Regions from separate parts of the Mus musculus genome. Here all the other regions are linked to region 1. The links are chromatin contacts, called in public Hi-C and promoter capture Hi-C maps. All regions are on one chromosome and are shown on one strand. The core of a region is the stretch at or near the end of the contact, and the rest is flanking DNA. Distances in the headings are between cores, read along the strand shown. Region 1 holds the start of Mbnl2 (muscleblind like splicing factor 2). Region 2 holds the start of 4930404K13Rik (a long non-coding RNA gene). Region 3 has its middle 6.0 kb from the start of Gm41252.

The links. Promoter capture Hi-C pulls out the DNA fragments that hold promoters and counts their contacts. A called contact is a pair of places that touch in the nucleus more often than the background predicts.
Region 2: a promoter capture Hi-C map of hippocampal neurons shows a contact between it and region 1, with 4 times the contacts expected there. The contact joins the promoter of 4930404K13Rik here to the promoter of Mbnl2 in region 1. A contact is called at or near these places in 2 of 39 promoter capture datasets (cranial neural crest and hippocampal neurons).
Region 3: a Hi-C map of double positive thymocytes shows a contact between it and region 1, with 3 times the contacts expected there. The contact joins the enhancer-like site here to the promoter of Mbnl2 in region 1. A contact is called at or near these places in 1 of 39 promoter capture datasets (pre-B cells), 3 of 484 Hi-C or Micro-C datasets (cortical neurons, double positive thymocytes and group 2 innate lymphoid cells), 2 of 115 datasets of contacts at active chromatin or transcription factors (bone marrow-derived macrophages and memory CD8 T cells) and 1 of 9 other capture datasets (adipose tissue).

Annotation. Positions count from the first base shown.
Region 1 is chr14:120,274,230-120,277,346 of GRCm38.p6, forward strand. Mbnl2 (muscleblind like splicing factor 2) reads left to right here and starts at 1,440. Exons shown (of 8, transcript NM_207515.2): 1 at 1,440-1,676. The region is part of intron 2 of Gm52122 (a long non-coding RNA gene); the gene reads right to left.
Region 2 is chr14:119,796,762-119,799,878 of GRCm38.p6, forward strand. 4930404K13Rik (a long non-coding RNA gene) reads left to right here and starts at 1,679. Exons shown (of 2, transcript XR_383778.4): 1 at 1,679-2,584. The region is part of intron 1 of Hs6st3 (heparan sulfate 6-O-sulfotransferase 3); the gene reads left to right. Gm41249 (a long non-coding RNA gene) reads right to left here and starts at 2,222. Exons shown (of 3, transcript XR_003951102.1): 1 at 2,163-2,222; 2 at 527-698.
Region 3 is chr14:120,570,925-120,574,041 of GRCm38.p6, forward strand. No RefSeq gene overlaps it. Among named protein-coding and RNA genes, the nearest start is that of Gm41252, 6.0 kb to the right of the region's middle. Within about 2 kb of position 1,502, at least 84 of the 459 cell types and tissues checked have an H3K27ac peak or open chromatin away from gene starts, as enhancers often do. A contact at or near this core is called in bone marrow-derived macrophages, double positive thymocytes, group 2 innate lymphoid cells and 2 more, where this site is marked.

The sequences.
Region 1 (3,117 bases), core at 190-2,689:
TCCACTTGTTTAAATGTAGCTAATTTAACTTTCCAGGAAAAACAAAACAAAACAACAGACTTAACCAAAGCCTATCAAAGATAATATTGACTAGAAATGAAAATCAATATTAGAGATTAAAGTGAAGAGGAGTAAAATAAGATATTCTATTGAAGAAAATTAGTCCACAAGTCACAAGAAATGATGTGTTTTAAGAACACAATTCCAAAATCTAAAAATACCAAAACCATTACATTCTGCCCTGTTACTCCATTCCAGATGCATTCGTTAAACAGTTGCAGAGAGAGAGAGAGAGAGAGAGAGAGAGAGAGAGAGAGAGAGAGAGAGAGAGAGAGAGAGAGGCTCAATCTTTCAGATGAATAGGATCTTTGTTCTTGCCTGTAGTTAGTCACGGGACCTTCATACTTAATTTTTAAGATGCAAAATGTTGTGTTTTGTGGAAGGAAAATGTGTGCTTATTGTGTTTTCTAAATGCCATATGTTTTTGTTTTTGTTTTCAAAGCATGCAGAAATGCTGTTGACTGAGAAGAAGAAAAAAATAACCCTTTCCGTTCTTTTTTTTCTTGCTTTATCTTAGGGAACCTCTGGCATCTGTGGGTCAACCTTTGTAGATTGAAAATGGAGGATGTCCCTTAGGTCAGTGCCATGTGTATTCAGCAGTAAACGCCCTCCAGCAGTCATTGCGGCACTAAAGACAGGATGGGCAACGTATGAGCATTTATCAAATGGCATCTAAGAAGGTTAAGACACAGTTAATCCCCCAGTGGGTGCCAGCCAAGAGCCTCAAAGCTTAATGTAGAGATATCAGTTCTGTCCTTCGGCATCCCCTAATTGAAGTCTCTAGTGCTCTGGAAACTTAGATGGAAAATATATGGGTTCCAGTAAGTAGCCACTGAAATGACAGCTCTCTAGAAAAGCTGTGTGCTGGGGCTTCAAGCATGGTCTGGTCTTCAGTGTGCAATCCAACTTGGCTATAGCCTCCCTCCGTCATGGAAATTGCCTGCAAATGTTTCGTAAGGTATCACTTTGCATGAAAAACACTGAATTGTCTCACAAACGAATGTGTACATCTATGTCAGTATGCTTCCTCAAACGCCCTAAGACTTTAGTTTGGGATCCAATTGGATTTCTTGGCCATCTTAGGAGTTTCGTGATTCCCGGAGTGTTTATGATGCAACTCCCAGCTACGGGCTGGGTGTCTCGAAGCGTATTTGTCTGAGCTACCCCTCTCTGTGCTCTGCCAATTATGTGCCACTTTGTCTCGGAGCTATGACTGCTTTCCTCGGAGAGGGAGATCCCTTTTCCATCAGTATGGACGCACTGTTTTCAGAGCCTGCCAGCGCTGTGTTGCTGTGTCAGTCATCCTATGAGGACCAGTTTCAGACGAGGAGGGCTGACGAGCTGGCCGGGGATTGGTGGGCTGAGCCTGGGCGGGGCCTGTGGGAAGGAAGGGCTGCAGCTCACAGCAACAGAGTTTAGACTGTCTTTGCTTCATCATCTGAAGGTAAAATTTTCCAGCCACGGCCGGCGGCTCGCAGAGTACAATAAACAGGGACGGAGAACTATTTGCATGGACCCCCCTTCCTCATGATGCGGTGGAGAAGCCACGGCCACTCGGTCCTGCCAGATGTTCTTGGGGTTACTGTACATGGGGAAGACGAGCAGAGCTAAACAAGGTAGGAGAAACAACCCCCCCTCCCCAATTTTTTTTTAATGTTTAAAGAGTTTGCTGCAGTATGCTGCATTCCATGTGTGTGCTTAGGGAAGCCAGGGAGACCGATTCCACTAATTCGAACGGAATACTCGCAGGAAACCCTGGAGTTTTACGTAACGTTTGGATTTGAGAACAAGAAACGGCAAAGCTGGAATCTACGCCGCCCGTTTAGGGTGAGGCATTAAAAAAAAAAAAAAAAAACCGAGGTTTTTATTTATTTATTTAAAGGACAGATTTGTTTATTATTATTATCTTTAATTATCTGAAAGATCCAGGCCAGGATTATCTTAAGATAATGGAGGTTTTTTACTGCCAGAGTGGGCTACAGAATAAAGTTTACGTGTTTCCTGTTCTTTGAAAACATACTTGAAATTAAGAATTTAAAAAAAAAATCTGCTTAAATAATCATCGGCTGAACGTTTGGGACGAAAATATGTCTGTTTCTTGGAAATTGGGGGCCACCCTGGTGCTACAGGGCAATGGCTTTAATTGAGTTTCAAAAGCACATTTTAAGCAGCACCAGGGCAGAAGAGGAAGCTTCCTGGCTAGTCTTAGACACTGTGGTTCAATGTTTACATTGCTTTTCCTGGCAGCCTCTGTCTTTGTTTCCAGCTTAAAAGTGGAACCATTATATTCAAAAGTAAGGCTGGGTTAATAATGCTTACTGCAATTATCTGATCTGTATGCATTTTTAATGAGAACACACAGCCAGCAGAATAATTTAATGAGAGCAGGCTAGCTTTTAAAGCTGGGCTCTCACTATGCCCAGCCAGATCAACTTTCTTGCCGAGAAGCAGCGGCTGGAAAGGGTGAAGCAGATTTATTTTTAACACACTTGGCCCAGGAGAAGGGAAGGCTTTCTCTGTGTTAAAGAATTCTTTCTGCCCTTTTCCGTTTTAAATTTCTGCCAGGCTGAGGAAACCGTGTTTTTTTTGTTAGGCCTTGGAAGCATGTGTTTACAATAAATGTGTAACATTTTTAGAATAGTTAGCAAGCACTGAAGCGAAGGGGGGAAAAAAAACTTGCCTAACTGCCACCTCCGTGAATGTTCTAATGTTCTTCAAAAAAGCCTTACTGTCTCTTTAAAAGACAAAGATTAAGTCGGAAAATGTCTATTAGGGCATTTTTATATTTAGGCAGCAACAAGGAACAAAAATTAAATGAGACATTTTATCATCTATGTAAGAGGAAGTTTCTTCCTCTCGTTTGCTCCGTTCTGAGGGAGAGCAGTGCTCATTTAAATAAGGGCAATGCCACGTACCACGGTTTTTACTTTCAAGGAGAAGTGCAGGACACTAGCCCAGAACTCCTGACGTCATCCCCCAACTATTTCTGCTGTGTGTTCTTCTATTCAGCTTGTGGAAAGGAATAGTTCTCTATGTCCAGGCCAGGAACATTCGAAC
Region 2 (3,117 bases), core at 429-2,928, 480 kb before region 1:
TATGCTAATGCATATACAGATGTACACACACACACACACACACACCGCACACCACACCACACCACACCCACCCCACCCCACACCCACACACACATACAACTTTTGTTTTCTGGCATATTTTTGTGGCCACAGGATAAAAGAGATGTAGGCAGTTTTTTTCTGCCTTCTTCTAGAACTCTGAATCCAGTGAACCTTTCAAACTAAGACAGATCAGCACGTAAAGGTGCTCCCATTACACCGAGTGACCCAAGGACCGCACTTTGATTTTATTCCCCACATGATGGAAGGAGAAAACCAACTCTTCCGGTTTTCTTCTGACACACTCATGAGTGTTATAGCACTTTCGTCTATCCACCTGCACACATACATACACACCCACCCCACAGATACACCCACATAAGTGAGTGTGAGGTTTAAAGACCAAGAAACCCAGAAACTAGTAAGCACACCATGGTGTGTTTATGAAGGAGACTAACAGTTATGCTGCTGACAATTGCAATCTCCAGGCATTTGAATGAGTACTAACCCCTTGAGGTGCTCTGTCCACCGAGAGTGTCAGGACGCGACCCTGAACCTTCCCCTTGCCCGTGCTCAGAGCAGAAGGAGGCGTGACGGATGAACTGTGCTGTTCTCTGTAGGCCGGTTCTGTGTCAACTCCAGCTGGAGATTTATCCTCTGTTCTTCTCTGTCCTTGCACCCTGTGGATAAAATTAACAAAAGATTATTCATGGGCTCAATGGCCTTATTCGAGACTGTTTCTTTTTGGCAGTACAAGGTATATTTATTTGAAGTCCAACCTGTTCTTTAACCACTCAAGTCACTGACTCTAAATAATTAGCAGTTACTAAATTTACCCTGTGAGAATTGAGCTCCTAGGGAGGCTTTCAAGCCTGACAGCTCCTCCCCACACTTCCTGACTCCCTCCACTGTCCTTCTCCTGTCTCCCTTCCCCAGTCCCTTCCTCTTCTCCTGTCTTCTCTCTAGTTCTCTTCCTTGTTTTTCAAGAAATAGAAACTTGAACCAACATTGTGTCCCAGTGTCATCCTTATTCCAGGAATAACTCAGTAAGAGAACCGAGGAAAGGGACCCCAGTGTATGGAATGGTGCAGAGTGCCCTCCTGGGACTTTTGCAGATGAGGTCTGAGCAGAGCCGGGGGGTATGGAAAAGCAACTCTGAGGTGGAAAAATTACAAACTGAAAAGATTCCAAACCAGATAGTTCTCTAAAACTGATTTCAGACGTCTGCTTTCATATAAACACAAGGAAATGGGAGCCACCATTTTAGAGCTGACGCTGACGGCCCCACTGAGAACTCCACGACTTGGCAAAGATTTTAAAGCTTCTTTGTTTCAGTTTGGTCACAGATGCATTAGTGCTAAAAGTAGCTACATTGTATTGTTGTTGTTGATTAAATGAGTTAATGTTTGTAATACATTTAGTACAGTGCTGGAATCTCACAGCTCTTTGTAAGCTTTCCTAACTATAAGGAGTGTGTCTGTCTGTGTGTGTGTGTGTGTATGTGTGTGTGTGTGTGTGTGTGTGTGTGTGTGTGTGTGTATACACACACACATCATATATATATCATCATATATATATATATATATATATATATATATATATATATATAGCATCATATATATATATATGAGAGAGAGATAAATTTGGGCAAGAAAGTAAACTGCAAGGCACAATATTCCAGTATGGATTTCAAACATAATTATTCTCAAGTAACTGTGAGGTTACAAAAAAAATTAGATTTAAAAGTGGTGTGATAATTATCCCTAAATATCAAAGGGAGATGGCTCTGTATGCTTATGGTGGAGGCATAATATGATTGTCTGAATTTGTGTGTTAAGACCCGCCCACTATGGATGGCAGCACTTCCTGGCTGGAATCCTTGATTATATAAAGAAGGGATCTGAGCAGCAGTGTGTATTTGGCACTTAGCTCCTGAGTCAAGGGATGTGACAAGCTATATTGAGCTCCTGCTTGCACAACACTCCCTTCATGGACTATACTCCCAAAGTGAAATCCAGAATCGAGCTTTGGGTGGCTCTTGACGAAGTATTTCATTATAGTAACAGGAAGGAGACTAAGACAAACGGTATAAGGAACAAAACTGGAGAAATGCAAAACGCAGACTGTGTGACTGCCATACTAACAGAACCATGCGCGTGCCCTTTGACGACGACGACGAGCACTTTGTAGTAGTCTTAATTTAACGTTTCCTCCTTCACTGCTCCGGAGTCTAAGCGCTTCCTCACACAGAGCTTCCCATGAACCACTTCAAAGCCTGTTCTACGGAAAACGGGAATAACACTAATTTTAGCTCCAATTGTTATACTTCCAAAGAGGCCTTTACAAAGGGTTGAGTTGGACTGGTTTTAAAAAAAATCTATAACAGAAAATAGACTGGTTCGAAAGTGATTGGTCTTAGGAAGAGGAGAGCTCAGCTCAGCATGGCCCGATGGAGAAGGGAAGAGGAACTAGCGATGATTATATCTATGCTTTCATCGGAGGCTCCCAAAGCACCTGAAACCAACTCTCATTACCGTTGCCTTAAATAGATGAAGCCGTCGAGATAGTGAGTTAAGCGCGCTTCCCAAGGTCACACTCTTGCTTGCTAACATAGCGATAAAAATCCAATATCCCTGATAAGTGCCCGCTGCCCTCTCATCCCCTCGCATCGATTGGGTGTGTGGTGCACAAAGCAGATGGATAGGGAGATCTCGGAAGTACTTCTAGCCCCCACCCCATCCCCGCCATCTTGCTCAGCGCCCCTCCCCCATTCATCCCGGATTGCTCTGGACAAGCTTTCCATCATCGGCTGGCTTCTGTTCCTGCAGAATTCTTGCTACTTGAGAGGTCAGAACGACAAGTCTATTTCTTGTCTGCTCTTTTACTCTACTTTGGCTCTATCTCCCACTTCCAGCTCGCATGGAAGGAATCAGGTCCCGGCCTCGCATGGAAGGAATCGGGTCCCGGCTTCTGGGTTTTGCTAGATCTTTGCTTCATTGATTACTTCTCTGTGAATGCCTGACCTGTTTGTGGATGCTTGCAGAAGTCTCTGAAATTTTCAGTACTGCAAAGCGACTTTTTCTTCAATCTGTCTCTAGT
Region 3 (3,117 bases), core at 252-2,751, 300 kb after region 1:
CACATACACATACACATACACATACACATACACATACACATACACATATATATATATATATATATATATATATATATATATATATATATATACATACATATATGGAGTGGAGAACAAAGTATATGGACAAGTACATGCATGCCTGCCTTAGGGGCAGAACAGGCATTATGTGGAAAGCAGAGCCAGCCCCCAGGTGAAGAGAATAAATAACACAGGAATCCCAGGGGCAGGAGCTAGCTTGGTATATTTGCCATTTTCCACTTAGACCCCCAGGAAGTGATAGTCATCGAAGTGAGCTATAGACAAGATCGCTGTGGCCAAGAACCAGGATCGGCTCTAGCAACCCAGCACATCTGCAGCTGGAATCTGCTTCTAGCTCTGATTCTGACTAAGGGGGACTGGAGCCTCATTTGTCCTGATGACCTAGGATGACGCCCCAAGTGCCATCCACGATACATACACTGATTAGCAAGGCATGAGGTGGCCACTGATGGATCTGGGGAAGGAGGAAGGCATGTGACTGTCCTCTAGAAGAGAATGTTACATGATAGAAACAGTAAAGCTACAAACAATGACTAACTGATGCTTATCCAGTTCCTTCCACACAGTGACTGACCTCTGTCACAGGTCCCCTAGTCCTTAACCAGCTGCATGGTAAACATTGTCACCTCTAACAATAGAGAAGAAAGCCCTCCCTCACACTCTGTTCTTTCCAACCTACTAGCCACTAAAGTTCTTTTGAGTAATTTTAAAATAAAATTAAAACATATTTAAATTACTCTGTGTTATCCAGAAATCATTTGCATCATGTAGAATGCATGTAGAATGTGCTTATTTTAGAAACAATGGCATTTTTCTCTTGAGTCATGAGTCCAGGAACATTTTTTTTTAACTCACTAAGCCACTGCACACATCTCTGACTCTTGCTACAGGGTGAGCATTTGGTCACCACCCCACAGCTATGAACTCCTGAAATAGGTCTAGATGGCTAATTTTAAATTTAAAATTACACTTTGCTGCCTGCTTAGCTAGCCTTGGGTGTTTCTGGTTGGTGACACTATCTAAAGCTACATTATCTTGGACTGTTATTATCGAAGAAAGAGCAACATCTAGAGCAGAGATAAGGGACCAGGGGAGAGAAGAGTGAGGAGCTGAAGGGAAGAGGAGGGGAGACAGGAAGGAAAAGAGGCAGTGAGAGGTACAGACCATCCCTGCTCTCTCAGGGACCACTGAGGCAGACCCAGGATTCTGTTTGTTGGCCACTGGACTCTGCACCCCAGGACACCCTGACCCCAATCTGCCTGTTTGCCCTGGGAAGGTCACCTACAATGGAGGGGCAAAGAAAAAATACTAAGACAGAGCAAAGGGACAATGCAAAGAGGAACAAAAGGAGGTTAGGCACCGGGGACCTGAGTCATGGCTTTGGAAACCAAGAGGTTTGTAAACGGAAGCCTGGGGACCCTTCAGGAAGTGGTTGTCACCTGTGCTCTGCTGTGCTCAGCAGAACAGAGAGCTGCTGACAGAGGAAAGAAGGAAAAGCAGCTGTTTGGGGATCAGAAAGATCTGGTTCTAGTTTCCGAGCAGTCACCAAGTCACGTGCCTGAGCACGGAAGTCAACACACAGAGACCGAGCCTCATCTTCCGAATCAGGACCTTGGGAAGATGACTTTGATCTTAGCATCCGCGCGCCTCTTCCTTGCCCCTTCAGTTAGCAGCATGCTTCACTTGTGTTCTAGAGTGAAACCTAAAGCCAACTCCAACCTGTGAGGTCATGGGGCACTCTTAGCCCATGCACCCTAAGGATGAAGCACAAGAGGGCCCCCATTAACAAGGCCACCACAGGACTGTAGGTGAGTATCTCCCATGAACTAAACGTATTTCTTTATTCATAAAAGTCAAACATCACCTCTTTTTGATGCATGCCACAAGGAAATCTAAGCAATGCAAACACTAAAGCTACATGAAGATCAGGAATAAGGTTTAGAACTTTGCCTACGTGGTCTAAAGAATGATCGACTCTTAGGCAATACTTAAAGATAGATCGTAAGTGTTAGCATTTTGTCTAAGCTCTGTCCCACAGTTACCTGGCAACAGCCAGGTGTGCCTGACTCACTATAAAAGGGGCTGCTTGTCTCCTCCTCTCTCTCGATTGCTCTCTTGCCTTCCTGCTCCTGCTCGCCACATGCTCATGCCTGGCCTCTACCTCTCTCTCTCTCTCTCTCTCTCTCTCTCTCTCTCTCTCTCTCTCTCTCTCTCTCTCTCTCTCTCTCCCCTTTCTCTGTCTCTACTACCCTCTTGACTCCCCTCCCCATGCCCTGAATAAACTCTATTCTATAGTATATCATCCTATGGCTGGTCCCTCATGAAGAAGGGATGCCTCAGCATAGGCCAGTAGAGGCACTTCTTGCCCCCTTACCTGACTACACATCCACCAAAACATATCCCCTCTCTCTTTATCTTTTTATAAACATATCAATAAGCAACCAAATTACATATGTATGTGTATCTACATATCTATAGGTATAGACCTCATGTGTATTTAATGTTTTATTATGACTTGTTTTGTGACAGAATGTAGCACACAGCCCTTTGCATTCATTTAACTCACATATAAGCTATTGAGTGGAAGAACTGTAAGATATTTGCTTGCAAAAAGGTGACCCTTCTCTCAAAATTTAGAGACCCACATCCCACTCCTACAAAGCCTTTTATTTTTCTTTCCAAGGGAAGCCCAGAGTCTTGTACCTTGTGCTCCTAACACTGTGTATTCAGAATTATTTATTTATTGAATTTCAGAGTCACACTCCTTCTCAAGAGTACAAGGTCACAGGCAAAGGACTCTGGCAGTTTTGGTCATAAACATACTTGTGACCTGACTGCAGTTAAGCTCAAGGGCGTCAGGGAGACAAGGAGGGAGCTGAAAACAATCCTCGGGTTTCTGAATGCCTCATCTGTGTGCCTCTTAGTCAAAGACTGGAGCATCTGCTTGCAACTTAATTGGCTTCCCCCACCCCCTTCTTTCTTTACGTGAGAAAATAAAAATGATTTGACCCCCAAATCATGGGAAAATGGATCAGAGAGTAAAGCGGAATGAGTCTGTTCTGCAGTAGGTGTAGT